3 separate regions of the Mus musculus genome follow, and regions 2 and 3 are each linked to region 1. The links are chromatin contacts, called in public Hi-C and HiChIP or PLAC-seq maps. All regions are on one chromosome and are shown on one strand. The core of a region is the stretch at or near the end of the contact, and the rest is flanking DNA. Distances in the headings are between cores, read along the strand shown. Region 1 overlaps Yeats2 (YEATS domain containing 2). Region 2 overlaps Klhl6 (kelch-like 6). Region 3 overlaps Abcc5 (ATP-binding cassette, sub-family C (CFTR/MRP), member 5).

Region 1 (2,700 bases), core at 35-2,534:
CTGACTGCTCTTTCGAAGGTCCAGAGTTCAAATCCCAGCAACCACATGGTGGCTCACAACCATCCGTAAGGAGATCTGACTCCCTCTTCTGGAGTGTCTGAAGACAGCTACAATGTACTTACATATAATAAATAAATAAATCTTTAAAAAAAAAAAAAAAAAAAAAAGTAATTCTTAACCTCTTCAAATAGAGAGTAGTTCAGAATATCACCTATCCATACAGCATCCGACTTCTTCACATACTCAAGACAGTCTGCTCAGTATTTGGCCAAAGCACTTCCCTGTTTGGCTCCTGTTTTCTCAAGATGGTTATCTTACTTGAAAGCCTTTCAGATGCAGACTGCTGTCTGAGTGGCCCTGAGATGCAAATCTGCTTTAGTGAGTACCCACCCCAGCAGTTAACATTCCTCTAACTTAGTTGACAGGGATCACAGATGGTTTTCTGATCAGAATGAGGTTTTCTTGGAGTAACTCCCTTGAAAGTCTTACCTCTACCATTTATTTTTTAGTATTTGTTGATGACATTTCATTTCGTAGGCAAGTAGTAGTCTTAACTTTAATTATTTTCCTTAAAGTTCAATTTTGGCACATTATCTCTGAGATCTGCTTTTGTCTTTTGAGGTGGAGACAAAGGTCAGTGGTTTTTATCTCACTCTGCTGTTGCTTTCCATTTTCTATTCCCACTTCCTTCCTTTGATGGTTTGCTTGTTTTGTGGTAAGCTTTCACTGTAGTCTAGGCTGGAGCTTGGGACCGTCCTGTCTCCCCCTCCTGAGATACAGGGTTACCTTGGCCTAGAGCATTGTTTTCTTATCCTTTTTATTCCTTTGGAAAATTTATTTTCCAAATGTGAAACTCATTTTACATTTATCTGTATTCCAGATACTGAGTGAATTTTTCAAGACAAGTTGAGAGTATAAAAGAAAAAAAACACACACTCTAAAACATCACCATTATTTGTTAGAATAACTTACTTAGTGCCTGTGCTTTAGGAATATAAAGCCAAATACAACCCCTGTCCTCTACCATCTGGCAAAAGATCAGACATACATAAAGAATCAAATATTAGGAATGGACATAAAGATCAGTTGGTGTTGTGTGAAAAGACTTCCTAGGGAGATGCAGTGCTCATATCTATTCACTCCAGATAGGGAACCAACAACAGATCAAAGTCCACTGTGGTAAACCAATGAGTTTTTTATTGAGGTTACTTACATGAGTATGGGTGAGGGGTTACTTACAGGGGCAGAAATGACTCAAAAACAGCTGCTTCACCAAGGCCCAGCCCAGGAAGGGTGCTGACTCACAGAAGCAAGGAAACCTGGAGTAGGTTAGAGTATCCTTTCCTAGTGACTATGTTAGTCAGGCAGCCTTGCTGGTTTTTCTCCTCCTTGCTGGTCTGATCTCAGGGCCTTTCCTGCAGCTTGCCTTGTCTTTCTTGCTTACTCTGAGAGGGGGGCCCTCGTGAATCTGCTCAGCTATTTTGAGACGTTTACCTTTGCCTTAAGGAACTTCCCTGGGAGATAGAGCATGTCAGTCTCCAAGAAACTGCTACACAACACTGGTAGAGTGCTTCTCCTACATGCACAGAGCTTTGGGTTCCGTCCCCAATGCCACATAAAAACAAGTGTGAGGTTGTAAGCATGTAATCCCAGCACTCGAGAAGTAGAGGCAGGAGCATCAGAAGTTCAAGGTTTTCTTTAGCTAGATAGTGAAACCAACCTGGTCTACCTGACACCCTGTCTTATAGGACTGTAACATCCATCAGGACACAGGTGAGTAGCCTTTTGCTGAGCTGATTTCCTGATTTTTCAGGCAGGGTTTCAGTGTTTAGTCCAGGCTAGACTTGAACTAACAGTCCTCCTTTGTCAGCCTCCTGTGCAGTGAGTTACTACTGGTGCTCAGATGGAATTGCATACCTCATTTTTTATTTGCTTTTAAAAAGGAAATTACAGTAAATGTATAGAAGCTTAGAAGATCTCTAGCATTGTGGGTTTTTGTTTTGTCGTGTGTGTGTGTGTGTTGCTGGCTGTGGTAGGTTTGTATTAAGTAGATAATATTACTGTATTAAGTGTACTAAGTGGCTAGAGTATCTGAAAGCATCCGTTTGGGCCTGTTATATAATATATAGTAATGTTTTTACATACAGCAGGAGGAGTCTTTATTCGCATCTATGCCACCTCTTTGCCCAATTGGTAGTCACCCTAAAGTGCAGAGCCCCAAAGCTGTGACTGGAGGACTTGGGGCTTTCACAAAGGTGAGTGTGTGTCATAGCCTTACCTGTGGCCTTCCCACTCTTTAATAGGCCTTAGCTCTGAGATGTGCTCCCACTTATTTAATGCTGTCCATGTCCTAGGACTCCAGGGACACGGGAGTTCAGAGGTCACGGCCTATTTTGTCTCTCTTTGCTGCCTTCCTACCCCGTCTCTATGACAAGTGACAGAGCAGGGATCAAGTGAGATACAATTTGCCTAAGGACTCGTATCTCTTAAAGCATTATTTTACCTTTTTCATGGAGCCGTTCTGTGTATCCAAACTTGATTAACACTGCAGAGACTAGATTCACAGTTTCATAGTAGGTCCTTCCTCCTCCTCCCCATGGGATACTTATTCAGTGTCATTGTGTGTTGCAAGGTGATCATCAAACAGGAACCTGGAGAAGCTCCTCATGTGTCCACAACAGGAGCTGCGAGCCAGTCAGC
Region 2 (2,734 bases), core at 158-2,657, 220 kb before region 1:
GAAACAAAGAGAGAAAACTCAGTGGGAGTGGCATAGGCTTTTCATACCTCAAAACCCACCCAGCAACATAAGTTCTCCAACAAGGCCACACCTCCTAATTCTTCTCAAATAGTTCCACCAAGTGGAGATCAGACATTCAAGTATGTGAGCCCATAGGGATATTCCCACTCAAATGAGCACAGCTACCAAAAGAGAACCTGCGGTGGGGGGTCCCCTAGCACAGACCCCTTTGGGCTCCCACCTAACAAGAAGATATAATAGAGATCAAAGTTAAGAAAATAACTGGCTAGGGCTAGGACAAATATTCACCTGGAAATTCATGTTTGTTTTTGTTGTAGAGGTTCTCTTACATCTTTTGAGATCCAGCACTCCCAGGATCCCATCAGGCCTAGGGATTCTTCACAAAGGAAAGAGGGACAAGCAACCTCCTCATCTTCTCAGCCTGAAAAGCTCATGCTACCAGGCCTTGCCTTGGCCTCTTATGTCTCTAGCTAACAGACTGAGAAAAGGTACTGCAGCCTGTACTCAGGTAGCACAGTTCACTGGAGCTCAGAGTTTCCATTAACAGCCTGATATAAAAGCTTTATTAATAATAACATGAGATGTGTTCTTGTCTGTTGTATGCATGCAAATTCACTCACATTTGGAAGAGCAACTTCTGCTGTGGTTTTATTCCCCAAGGGTTTGTGTGTTCTAAGCATGGTCCTCAATGCAGCAGTGTACATGTGCTGGAACCTTTCAAAAACCAAGTACCAAGGCAGCTAGTCTGTTAGGACATAATCATCCTAAGAACCAATGTGGTTCTCATGGGACACTGCTCAGTTGTCCAAAAAGAGTTATTTGAAAGAGGAAGACTGGCCCTACCCCCACAGCTGTCTGGTTTCTTGTCTCACCATGGGACCTTGCTCCCTGACATACTCCCAGCTTATAACCTATTAACTGACTGTCAAGGCCAGAGCCAGGCCAAAATGCTATCACTATCTATGCCTTTGCACCACCAGAACTATATAACCCCTTATTATTATTATTAAAGTTCACAGCCTCAGATATTTGTTATAGAAAAAAAAAAACACCTAACATGTATCTTCAGAGTAGCATTTGAAAGTTCATAGACATCTTTCTTTCAACTCCAGATACATATCTGATAGACAGCATCCCACATTTCTCTCTTGAGTTTAAAGTCAGGTTATTTAACACTTCTAGCCATTGAACAAGCATTTGAACTAAAGTGACAAAGGAGCTTAAAGCTGAGCATTCCCTTCACTGACTTTAAATAGTATCAGATCTTAAAAGAACTTCTGTTTGCCAACCTTCTGGTTCAAGTTGACCACTCCTCAAAGTCACTACATATGGCTTTGGGGAAGCAGAAGTTGGCTTGCTTATTGTGCAACCAGAACCCTCAAAACCCCACTAGGGCAATACTGGTGACTCAGCAAGCCATAGGATTCTTATCATCCAAATTTATGACAGGAAGGCCTGTTCTGTCTTACAAGATCAGACCCAATAGAACATAACAAATACTCTATACAGACTCCGGTGATGATCCAGACACAGATCTGATGGCCATTCTTGTTTTCTTGCTCACTATCATTCTTATTCTGTTTAGTAGGAGCATCAGGTTTCCTACTGTGACCCACCCCTCCCCCTACATAGTCTTGAATGTCTCAGTTCTTGGGCCAGTGGTGACCATAGTCCAAGTCCATATAATACATCTCCCAAGCCTTAGTGATTAGTTAGGGCTGAGTGCAGAACAAAGTGGATCCAAGCAAAGCCAGTTTCAGAAACTTCTCTGGATCTACTACTATAAGAAATTTGTTTCCCATTGAAATTGTTGAGCTGGTAGAAATGAAAATACAAAGATATCTGTGACCTCCTCCTCTCTAACAGAGGCAAGAGGAGGGGAAAGGAGACACAAAGAGACAGAAACACATAGAAAGAGATTAACTTGAACACAAGGATCCATCTGTACCTAAAACCAATATACCTAGACTTTTAAAACATAAATGAGTAAGTACACTTTAGTCTTTTTTAAATGCCATGGCAAGCACTTTTTAATAATTGTCAGATGGACAGAGACATGAGAAGACACCCACATGGACAGTTTAAGAAGATTAAACTATTCCACTCCACACTCTGACCTACACTCTATTATAACAACAGTGTAAACAACAGTGAACTACAGCATGATCTTGCACAGATACATGTAATAGTGTGATGAGAACTTGGTTCTTAGAATCAGACCTCCAAGGTGCTGATGCTAACTCTGCTCTCCTACCTGCGCTTCTATGTTATGCACATGGTGGTTATTGCTTGACTCAATTTGCCTTTCAGTTTATCTCACACCCTCCACTGGAAACGTAGCCTGCCTGCCCTTAACCCAATGTTTCTCAACCTGTGAGTCATGACCCCTTTGACAGGGGTCACCTAAAACCATCAAAAAACACAGCTATTTACATTACAGCTTATAACAGTAGTTAAATCACAGTTATGGAAAAGCAATGAAAATATGCTATGGTTGGGTCACCACAACATAAGGAACAGTATTAAAGAGTCGCAGCATAAGGAAGGTTGAGAGCCACTGCCCTAACCAAATACCATTTGCCTCCCAGACCACTTCCATGAGGTCTGCTTAGAGTGGCACTTAATTAGACTAGGTGAGCATTGGTGCTTGTCGTCTACCACCACATTCCAACCCTAGGCATCCAATACCATATTCTTGCTCTTCTTACTATGT
Region 3 (2,742 bases), core at 31-2,530, 220 kb after region 1:
TACACAGTGGAGCACTACTCAGCTATTAAGAACAAGGACGTGCTGAGTTTTGTAGGCAAATGGATGGAACTAGAAAATATCATCCGGAGTGAAGTAACTCAGACCCAAAAGGACATGCATAGTATGTACTCACTAATAAGTAGATATCAGCCAAAAAATAAAATTAAAACAAACAAAAAAAACATAGCACAGAATACCACAGAACTCATACAGGTCAACAAGCTGAAGCCCAAGCGAGGATGCCTCAGTCCCACTTTCGAGAGAGAAGAAAGCTATCTCAAGTGAGAGGGAGGGAGGGATATGAGAGAGAAAGTGGACAGGCAGGGGAGGGGGGGAGCCTGATCTGATATTGGGTGAGGGAAAAGGACTGAAAAGGACTCATATGACCCCCAAGGGGCTCGTGACCCACAGGTTGAGAAGCCCTGCTTAAGGAGTAAGACCTGCCTTTATTCCATGAGATCTCAGGAGGCCCAGTGTAGCCACACCAGGAAACTAAACCTCCACCAATAACTTGATTCCATTGCAGAGACTTTTGTATCTAGAATAGGGCCCTATTTCTTTTTAATACTCTACATATGACTTTAATACACAGTCTGACTTTTAAATTACTGATTTAGATACTAAAACTTGTAAATGTTGGTGAAAATGCCTTTAAGATTTTCAGTTTTTAGCTTTGGAAAACAAAAACACAAAAATAGAACTTTCCTCATGCCAAGGTCAGCCCGGGTGTCAGTTCTCGGGACCCATCGATTTTCGTTTTTGAGCTAGGGTCTCTCACTGGGACCAGGCTATACAATCAGCCCCAAGGATTCTCCCGCCTGTCTCCCTCACTGCTGCTGTACCTGCTTTTACGTGGGTTCTAGGACTCACACTCAGGACCTCACACCTACAAATCAAGCACTTTACCAATGGAGCTTCCCACACACACCCAGGCCCTGCTTCAGGGACTTCTTCAAAGTCACATGACTTCAGCTTTTATAGGTACTTAGAATGTGTACCTACCTCTCAAAACCAAATGTAAGTATTTCTGTGACACAGCATAGCACATAAATCGTTTTCACAATGTTTGCTCCAGAAACAAAGGCATCTTAAAGATAGGTGCCATGCATAGTCAATCCTGTTGATTTTGGCTGGCTGTCCCACTGTTCTTCTGATGGCCCCACACACTAGGCTAAAACAATAGGCAGGGGAAATTAATGTTTCAGAGAACCCAATAGCTCTGCTCTGAGTCACCTCACTCCAGAAATACCACACTGGGACAATCAGCAGATCACAGTACCCTATCAGATCTGCTGATAAGTTCTACTGTGCCACACCCACGGGGAGGTGAGGCCACAGGACAGCCTGGCCTACACTTGGTTCCCTGTGAGGGACACTCATTTGTAAACCAGTCTTGCTTCAGGCGTTCATGAATGGACTTTGTCAATCGTGTTTTTCCACAAGTTCTTTGAACGACAGATGCAGAAGAAAATAATCTGCTATTTGGAAACATGTTTTTACTATACAGCCCAGGCTGGCCTTAAATTTGGGATTATCCTTCCACCTCAACCACACCCAAGCATGAGAATTAGAGAGGCCCAGGCCCAGCCAGAAGAAGAGTCTTGAATAAGGAAAAGCATACATAACACCTAAACAGCTAACTCCTTCCTTTAAAAGGGAAGGAAGGAAGAACTAGACAAGTTTAACTCTACTATCGGGCTTCAGTGTACCAGAAGAACCTCACGTCACCGTGTTTGAAACACACAGGTTCAGTCATTGCAAGGACTTGTAGAGAGGATGTCTCTCCTTAGCACTGGCCCTTTAATTTGTGATCAGACACAAGGCATGAAGGACAGCAGGTCTTTACTATGCCACAGAGCCAAGCTTTACTAAGAGTTTCACTGGCCATTTGTCATCTCCCAACTACTTTAATAGACACTAGTGCTTAGAACTACCTTAAAAACAGTAAGCTATGCTAGTGTCATGGCTCGCACACCTTTCGTTCCCAGCACATCAGAGGCAGAGGCAGCAGACACATCTGAGTTTGAGGCTAGCCTGGTCTACACAGTAAGTTCCACACCGCCTAGGGCTACATAATGAGACCGTCACACACACAAAAAGAAAGAACTACCCCAAGCCCCATCTAACAATTTTCTTTTCAGGTGGGAATCAGTGAGCTGTTGCTGTAGACACAAGCAGCTCTCACCAGCAACAGCACGACGGCCATCTCTCCTGGGGCTGTGGCCAGCACTGAGACTGGCATCTGACTGGAGGCCAGCTACCTTTTCATACCACCAAGCCTAAGAAACTCCAGGGCCTCACAGAGCTGATAGATGCTTACATGGGGGAAAGGGACTGGGGGCAGAGGCATCCAGAAGATGCACTGAGTTGCTGCAGAAACACTTATGCAGAGATATGAAATACTAGCTGCTGTCCTGCCCTCCTCCCTAAACCAGGCTGACTCACCGGGCACTGTTCTCCACTCTGAGAACATAAGAGCTAAAACAAAATCACATGCCTTTTAGCTGTAAAAGCTTTCAGGGTCAAATCCTCTAAAAGTGTAATGTCATACAAAGTATTGCAGGAAATGATTGCAGAGGTGGGGAGAGGTGATTTCTGTTTCTGATATAATCGTATGTGCTTCACACATTTCTGCAATAGGCTCCTATTCCTTTCCTAATAAGGTCTTAGAATAATTTCTGGAAGAGATAAGATTTACATCCTAAATCCCTAAAATACAACTCAAACTCATCAAGATATCTT

What was found. A called contact is a pair of places that touch in the nucleus more often than the background predicts. HiChIP or PLAC-seq counts read pairs in DNA pulled down with a chosen protein or histone mark.
Region 2: a Hi-C map of the HPC-7 cell line shows a contact between it and region 1, with 2.1 times the contacts expected there. The contact joins two enhancer-like sites. A contact is called at or near these places in 1 of 39 promoter capture datasets (pre-B cells), 1 of 484 Hi-C or Micro-C datasets (the HPC-7 cell line), 1 of 115 datasets of contacts at active chromatin or transcription factors (CD8 T cells) and 3 of 9 other capture datasets (adipose tissue, liver and pancreatic islet).
Region 3: an HNF4G HiChIP or PLAC-seq map of pancreatic cancer cells shows a contact between it and region 1. The contact joins two enhancer-like sites. A contact is called at or near these places in 2 of 39 promoter capture datasets (both in embryonic stem cells), 2 of 484 Hi-C or Micro-C datasets (both in nephron progenitors), 6 of 115 datasets of contacts at active chromatin or transcription factors (the 230-238 cell line, the SCID.adh cell line, bone marrow-derived macrophages and 2 more) and 2 of 9 other capture datasets (adipose tissue and liver).

What each region holds. Positions count from the first base shown.
Region 1 is chr16:20,191,012-20,193,711 of GRCm38.p6, forward strand. It overlaps Yeats2 (YEATS domain containing 2), which reads left to right. Exons shown (of 31, transcript NM_001145930.1): 14 at 2,148-2,255; 15 at 2,633-2,700. Among named protein-coding and RNA genes, the nearest start is that of Gm41431, 44 kb to the right of the region's middle. Within about 2 kb of position 1,285, at least 52 of the 459 cell types and tissues checked have an H3K27ac peak or open chromatin away from gene starts, as enhancers often do. A contact at or near this core is called in the HPC-7 cell line and pancreatic cancer cells, where this site is marked.
Region 2 is chr16:19,972,259-19,974,992 of GRCm38.p6, forward strand. The region is part of intron 1 of Klhl6 (kelch-like 6); the gene reads right to left. Among named protein-coding and RNA genes, the nearest start is that of Klhl6, 9.4 kb to the right of the region's middle. Within about 2 kb of position 1,408, at least 71 of the 459 cell types and tissues checked have an H3K27ac peak or open chromatin away from gene starts, as enhancers often do. A contact at or near this core is called in the HPC-7 cell line, where this site is marked.
Region 3 is chr16:20,412,966-20,415,707 of GRCm38.p6, forward strand. All of the region lies in intron 2 of Abcc5 (ATP-binding cassette, sub-family C (CFTR/MRP), member 5), which reads right to left. Among named protein-coding and RNA genes, the nearest start is that of Abcc5, 12 kb to the right of the region's middle. Within about 2 kb of position 1,281, at least 70 of the 459 cell types and tissues checked have an H3K27ac peak or open chromatin away from gene starts, as enhancers often do. A contact at or near this core is called in pancreatic cancer cells, where this site is marked.